Linked DNA regions of Danio rerio: region 1 is linked to region 2. Evidence: chromatin contacts called from public Micro-C data. All regions are on one chromosome and are shown on one strand. The core of a region is the stretch at or near the end of the contact, and the rest is flanking DNA. Distances in the headings are between cores, read along the strand shown. Region 1 overlaps lrch1 (leucine-rich repeats and calponin homology (CH) domain containing 1). Region 2 holds the start of lrch1 (leucine-rich repeats and calponin homology (CH) domain containing 1).

Region 1 (3,370 bases), core at 839-3,338, 58 kb before region 2:
CATAACTGATCTTAGACCAGTGTGAGACTATCTCAGCTTCTTTAGCCAATCAGATTAGGGGTGTATGATGATCAAAATCAAGTCATAACATGTATTAAACTAGGATCTGTTTTCAAAGAGCCCTGTGTTTTCGGGTCTATTTCCAGAAAAAGGGAACCGATCTAACCAAACAGGTTTCCCAGACTGAGATTTAAGATCAGTATTGAATGAAACTCTGCAGAAATTCCCCTGTAGAGTCTGACTGTGATCCTGTGAAGTTCATAGAAACATCACAGGGACTTTTTAATATTATGATTACCAAATTAAAATTAGACAAATGTCCCTTAAATGCAAAACATGACAGTTGGCGGTCATGCCTCAGGGCAGTTACAGTATTCCTCAAGTAGATAACATGAATACAAAACAGGTATTTAAAACTATAAATGCAATGTTAGAAGCTGTTTGTCAAGATCAAACTTAAAAATGACATTTTACAAATGAAATATAATAGGAAAAGAGCTGTTTTCTTTAATTATGATTGGTTTCATTCAATCATGCTAAAATGTATTTTTTGATCTGTGATGAACTTCTCTTCTAAAAGCTTTCAACACTTTTTCATTTACATATAAATAGTCTGTCAGTAAATGAATGCTACATAGGACAGTACATGAGAGACAAGTACAGCAAAGTCTGTACAACAGTGGTCCTTGAAAAACAGATCTAGTTCATTTGGCATTCACCAAAAGAATTTAATAAAAAAATAAAAAATATTCACCTCAGGGACTCCCATTTTTCTGCAGGCATCCAAGAAATTTTCAACGTTTCTGCGACATTTAGCCATGCTAAGCTTGGGCTGGAGGTTTAACATTGTTCATGCAGAGATGACAGAGGGTACAAAGAAAAGAGAGAGAGAAAAAAAACACTGATTAACAGAAAGTGACTTCTTTGATTACAATTAAAATCTCAGTAAAAATATTAAGCTGTTCTCAACATTCATAATAACAAGAAATGATTCTTCAGGTCTTTATCAGCTTATTATAAGGTCTCCAAAGTATAATGTAACACTGAAAACTGGCGTAATGAAAATTCAGCTTTGCCATAAAATGTTTTGATTTTCACTTCTACTTCAATTGATAAGTTTTATTTAAAATCTAAAATAGTTTTTCACACTAATACAGTTTTTATTTTATTGTATTTTTAATCAAATACATATAGCACACTTAGAGCCTTTCATAAAAATAAAAAAACTGGAAAAATCAGTCACCCCAAAAGGTGACCCACGATGTTAGTGTGTATGCTTTATGGATAATTCAAGGATGTCTCACCACTGCAGGTGATGGTACATGAATACTGCCAACTGATCGCGGCCGAATGTGATTGACTAGGTGACAAAGCACGACCCCGTCACTGAGAGAGCATCCCAGATCCTCAGGAAGAACCACTTTCAGTCTGCTCTCAATACTCTGTCAAAAACAACATTGAGTTAACATTCTACATTCAACCTCATTTGTAAATATATATAAATGTGTGTTTCATGTCCCCTGTGGGGTCACTGTATTGCTATATATTCTGTCAACTTTATCTCAACTAATATATTTAAAACACACATCTTTTTTATATGAGAATGTCTGTGCACCTCTCGAAGTTGCTCTGTGAGCTCCAGCTCTTCTCTTAGCTGCTCCATCTTTCTCCTCATGGTGAACTGAGGATCCACAGATTCCAGAGTCTTGTGCGTCCTGAAAAACACTGTCACACAACTGAAGCGTCACCAGTCTGCACACAGCACCTTATATCTCCTATCACATTCACAAAAATAAAAACACACCATTAATTTTCAATCATGGAATGCTCAAACTCAAAAGCTTTAAGTTACATGTGGCAATTCAACATGAAGAGACTAAAACAGTTAATAGATGCTGGCTTAATGCTTCTTAACCAACAAGAAACATTTATTAAGTTCTTTCCTCATAATAACACTCCCTAATTCTAAAGAGACTGAAATGCTGTTCATTTTACAATATTTCCCCTGAAGGGGGAGCAGTGGACATGATAGAGAGAGAGAGAGGAATATTGAGAAAGACAAGAGCACAATGTATCATTCCACACATCAGAGCGTGCTGCTGTAGTTGCATAACTACTCATCCTGTGAAGAAATGAAAGGAAAAGGACAGTATGAAGGGAGCACTAAAAGGATGTTATTCCAGAACATTCCTCCCTCTTTTTTGTTGTCTGAGTTTAAAGCCCTGAAGCAGTGTGTCTGTGCTTGGACATTGACGTAATAAAGCAAGCACATGCTTGACGTCTCTGGGCAGCATTAGGAAAAAGAGTGCTTGTTCGTACCTTATTAAACCTATTTTCCGGCCCATATTTGTATCCTAATATGGGCTAAATCTGACATCTGTCAAAACCTCCTATTGGTAGTAGGGGGTCCTTATTTGTTAAATAAATAAATGACTGTATGAGTTACTTTCTTCTCTGAACAAAAAATAATGTAGTTTGAAGATTGTTAGAAACTGGTAGCTGATCGTAACTATCGATGTAAATGTCGTCCAGTTTCCAATATTTCTGATAATACCTTTCTTTATGTTCAGCAAATGTTTGTAGCCACTTAAAAAAAAATATTCAGGGGTAAATAGCTAATTTTGAAACAAATCTATTGAAAATCAAATCCCCTTTTAAACAGCTTATCTGTTTACAACAACAACAACAAAGAAAAAAAATCTCACATGCTATAGAGGAAAGTCTAAAGCATTTAAGTGTGCTTTAGGACACACTTATTTAATTGAATGAATGCTAGTGTTTTATTAGTTTTTTTTTTTTTTACATTGAATTTCTCCTGTTTCTGACAGCCCATCACAGGAATTCATGTTTGTTTACCAAATAGCAAAAAGTGCTGTTCTTGGAGAAAACTGTCTGAAAGCTATCCTTTTTTGAAGGTATTGACACAATTTAAACAATTTACTTTTAAAGCAAAGTAATTTTCTCATGACTTGAGCAGCGCACATCTCTAACTCCAGCTTTATTCAGGCTTTTACTATTACACTGTGCATGTAGACATCAAGTATTCCAGAAGGTTATGGACAAACAGGTCAAAAACAAAAGAACAAAACTGTACAACTGTACAAAATAAGTTACAACTTCTATACCAAAATGGCCCTTTTGGTCAAAAGTAAATCTCTGTATAATCTCAACACATTATTTACAAAGGGCTTGTTTGCATATGATTTTGATTTTAACTACCAATAAGAATGTTATCTTCTCTGTTCATTTTGTTTACAGACATGAAAGCCATCAGAATCCACTTTGTCCTCCTCATATTTTAAAGTTGAATACAGCCCATTGGTACAGATATTGTTTTTTTCTTTCCATCACTCCCTCTTCCTCTTTTTTT
Region 2 (3,762 bases), core at 598-3,097:
GCATGATCAATGCCGCTGTCAGTATAGTGTGAATGGCATCTGGATGTTTGTTATCAGTAAATTGGTGCAAACTGTAAAGGTATTTATTCTTGTAATCAAAGAGCAAAAATAGTATTCACCATGAGTATATCAGGGCATTGAATGATATGGAGTCTCTAATATCAACTGCTGGTTGTGGTCCAATAAACAACACGGTTTTCTGAATATTACATATTGTTTCATTAAGAGGTCAAATAACTAAACATTCAGGGATGAACCGTTCAGAGTAAGATCTACATTATGGAATATATATTTTATATATATATATATATATATATATATATATATATATATATATATATATATATATATATATATATATATATTTATTTATTTATTTATTTATTTATTTATTTATAGGATAAATTATGAATATGGACTTGTTAACACTGAACATGTTTTTGTGTTTCCAAATAAACAAATTGTAAAAAAAAAAAAAATGTCTGTATCCACTATTACATACTGTAATTTAAACTTTACTTCTTATGTATTTACCAACGGTTTGTCAAAAAATCTCAACACCACTTGGCTCAGGTGCTGTTTTCTTTATATTATTATAATCGGAAGGAGAAATAGTTAAAAAAAAATGTTTACTTTGAACATTGACAAAATGGTTGAGTGAATAATTCAGTAGCTCATTCATCACACAAGAAACACTGCCTCAACTCAGAACATCTAACCTATTTCTAATTCTACAAAAGAAAGATGGCAAAGTTGGCTAGTTGATGATTCACCAACTCACTAATGTACTATACAGATTAAACCACTAAATAATCATTTTGCCTAATATTTTTTAAGTTAGCTTGTAATATTTTGAGGTCATGCACAAATGTTTCCTCAGTGCATCCTCAATGACGTAACAGCTGCAAGTTAATTATTCACGCCGTGTAGTAAGTAAACAATAGAACTAATCCCAGCAGACCCTGTGAACATCAGCCTTCAGGGTTCCCGTTTCAAAACAAAACCCACGAATGGATTCATTTTCATTTCGTAGGCTGTGCTCTTCTGAACTCCAGAAATGGAAATGAAATCTCCTGTCATGAGTGTAAGGGGATTTCCATAGTACTCATTATGTGCACAAGCTGGTCAAATAGGAAGTCTTGTACGCGGACAGTCCAGCGCGACAATAACAACGTCCGTCACATCATCAAAGTTCCGTCCAGGGCGTTAGAAACGCATCTGGATTCAACTAAAGTTGCCCACATCAGCACTGTCCTGTCAGCAACATACTCTGTAACATTTTATACACAAGCTGACACAACGTTTCATCTGATTCTGTTGACTTTGAGCTGTGTAATGAAACTTATGAAAATCCCAAACTTAGTGGTAAAAATGCGACAAAAAAACAACTCATTATGGGCAACATTCCCGTTTGAAACTATTCTGAGCGCATCTGACGGAGAGAGCGCGCGCGCACACAGCGTGCTACTAAACACAAACACAGCATCACTTCACTTTACCTGCTTCAACCGTATCCGTCAGGTCATAATTTGATGCAGTCCGAGGGAATTCTTTCAGTTTCCTTGTACTGAGGTTCAGAAATCCAGAGTTCGCCGCATCCTCCAACGCTCTCTCCAAGCCTCGGTTGAGGGGCAGGTTCGTGCTGGAGCCCAGTCCGCTCAGGTTCGTCTGTAATGCGGCAGAAGGCAGCTGGGAAAGAGGACGGGGCTCCGGTCCCAGCGTCGCCATATTCGCCCCGTCGGGGAAAAAGCTCGTCGAAAAACTCTACTATCTGTAAATCCCGCTGAAAATGCTCTGCTCTCTAAAGCTGTAGGTGAATTTCCTCCTAGTGCGCTTTCTGGCTGTCCATTATGACGCGTCTGCGCAGTTTGTTTATGGATCTGAGCTCGTGCCAATAACGGGTTTACTGGGCTTCACTGCAGCGGCATCTGCTGTACGTTCACTGGAACAGCAAACCGTGGTGCAATAATATGTCATGCAGTGATGATATTGAAGTTTAGTGTATGAAGATACGTAAAAAAATGGGGATGATTTTACTTAATGGAATTCATTTCATTGTTTTACGCACAGTTCAGTGATATTAAGCACACTATGGATCTATGCATGCTCTCCGCATAAAACTTTAAAAATAAATCACTTTAAGATTTTATTTCTAAAGTTCATTCATTCATTCATTTTCTTGTTGGCTTAATCCCTTTATTAATCCAGGGTTGCCACAGTGGAATGAACCGCCAACTTATCCAGCACGTTTTTACACAGCGGATGCCTTTCCAGCCGCAACCCATCTCTGGGAAACAAACACACACACACAGACACACACACACACACACACACACACACACACACACACACACACACACACACACACACACACACACACACACACACACACACACACACACAGCAGACAATTTAGCCTACCCAATACCCCTGTACCCCATGTATTTGAACTGTGGGGGAAACTGTAGCACCTGGAGGAAACCCACCCGAACGCAGTGAGAATATGCAAACTCCACACGAGGTTCGAACCAGCAACCCAGCGACCCTCTTGCTGTGAGGCGACAGCACTACCTACTGCCCACTTCTTTGCCCCTTTTCTAAAGTTAATTACTCTATATTAATATAAAATAAAATATATAGCAAAAATAGTCATAATATAAAACACACACACACACATATACGCACACACACACACATATATATATATATATATATATATATATATATATATATATATATATATATATATATTTCATTCATTCATTCATTCATTTTCTTTTTGGCTTAGTCCCTTTATTAATCAGGGTTCACCACAGCGGAATGGACCGCCAACTTATCCAGCATATGTTTTACACAGTGGATGCTTATCCAACCGTAACCCAGTACTGGGAAACACCCATACACTCTGACATGCAGATACATACATTAAGGCCAATTTAGTTTATTCATTTCACCTTTAGTGCATATCTTTGGATTGAGGAAAACCAAGGAAACAAAGGGAGAGCAAGAAGGTTGCTGGTTCGAGCCCTGGCTGGGCATTTGGTTTCTGTGTGGAGTTTGCATGTTCTTCCAATGTTGGCGTGGGCTTCCTCCAGGTGCTCCGGTTTCCCCCAGTCCAAAGATATGCTCTATAGGTGAACTAAATAAACTAAATTGGCTGTAGTGTATGAGTGTGTATGCATGTTTCCCAGTACTGGGTTGCAGCTGGAAGAGCATTCACTGTGTAAAACATATAATGAATAAAGAGACTAAGCCAAAGGAAAATGAAGTATATTTGTGTATATGAGAAAGTAAAACTATTTAAGATTAAAGTTACTGTGTCTTAATGACTTTAATGACCCAAAAAAGACAACTAAAAGAACTTTAAAGCAAAACATTTTAAATAAAACCTAATGAAATCATTTGAACACTTTATTATTGCCCTTATTTCAGTAATTTAGTATGCTGCATTAGTATTCTAATCAAGCAGGCAAGACACTGCATGTTCTGCTTTTCTAAAGAATTCGCACATTGGCTCATATTTAGAGACCAAGGAAGTGAAACTGCTTGCAGCGAATCAGATCATATCATAAATGAAAGCTTCAACTTCTCTCCAGGTTACTCAAACAAGATATGGTGAGTTTTGCTGGATTTTATCTCTTTGTTAGATCACAACATAATCAAAAGCATTAGAATAGAGAAACAAGGATATATAGTTTACAATCTGCATATTAATGAAGTTGTAAATTTTAAAAGGGAAACTGCAGCCTGTCATCTTTTACC

Evidence for each region. A called contact is a pair of places that touch in the nucleus more often than the background predicts.
Region 1: a Micro-C map of caudal fin shows a contact between it and region 2, with 3 times the contacts expected there. The contact joins the enhancer-like site here to the promoter of lrch1 in region 2. A contact is called at or near these places in 4 of 18 Hi-C or Micro-C datasets (caudal fin, hematopoietic stem cells, skeletal muscle and 1 more) and 1 of 4 datasets of contacts at active chromatin or transcription factors (caudal fin).

Annotation. Positions count from the first base shown.
Region 1 is chr9:26,777,394-26,780,763 of GRCz12tu, reverse strand. It overlaps lrch1 (leucine-rich repeats and calponin homology (CH) domain containing 1), which reads right to left. Exons shown (of 20, transcript XR_012385369.1): 17 at 1,616-1,725; 18 at 1,305-1,442; 19 at 755-832. Among named protein-coding and RNA genes, the nearest start is that of esd, 28 kb to the left of the region's middle. Within about 2 kb of position 2,088, at least 22 of the 62 cell types and tissues checked have an H3K27ac peak or open chromatin away from gene starts, as enhancers often do. A contact at or near this core is called in caudal fin, where this site is marked.
Region 2 is chr9:26,719,135-26,722,896 of GRCz12tu, reverse strand. lrch1 (leucine-rich repeats and calponin homology (CH) domain containing 1) reads right to left here and starts at 1,847. Exons shown (of 20, transcript XR_012385369.1): 1 at 1,500-1,847. All of the region lies in intron 1 of rubcnl (rubicon like autophagy enhancer), which reads left to right.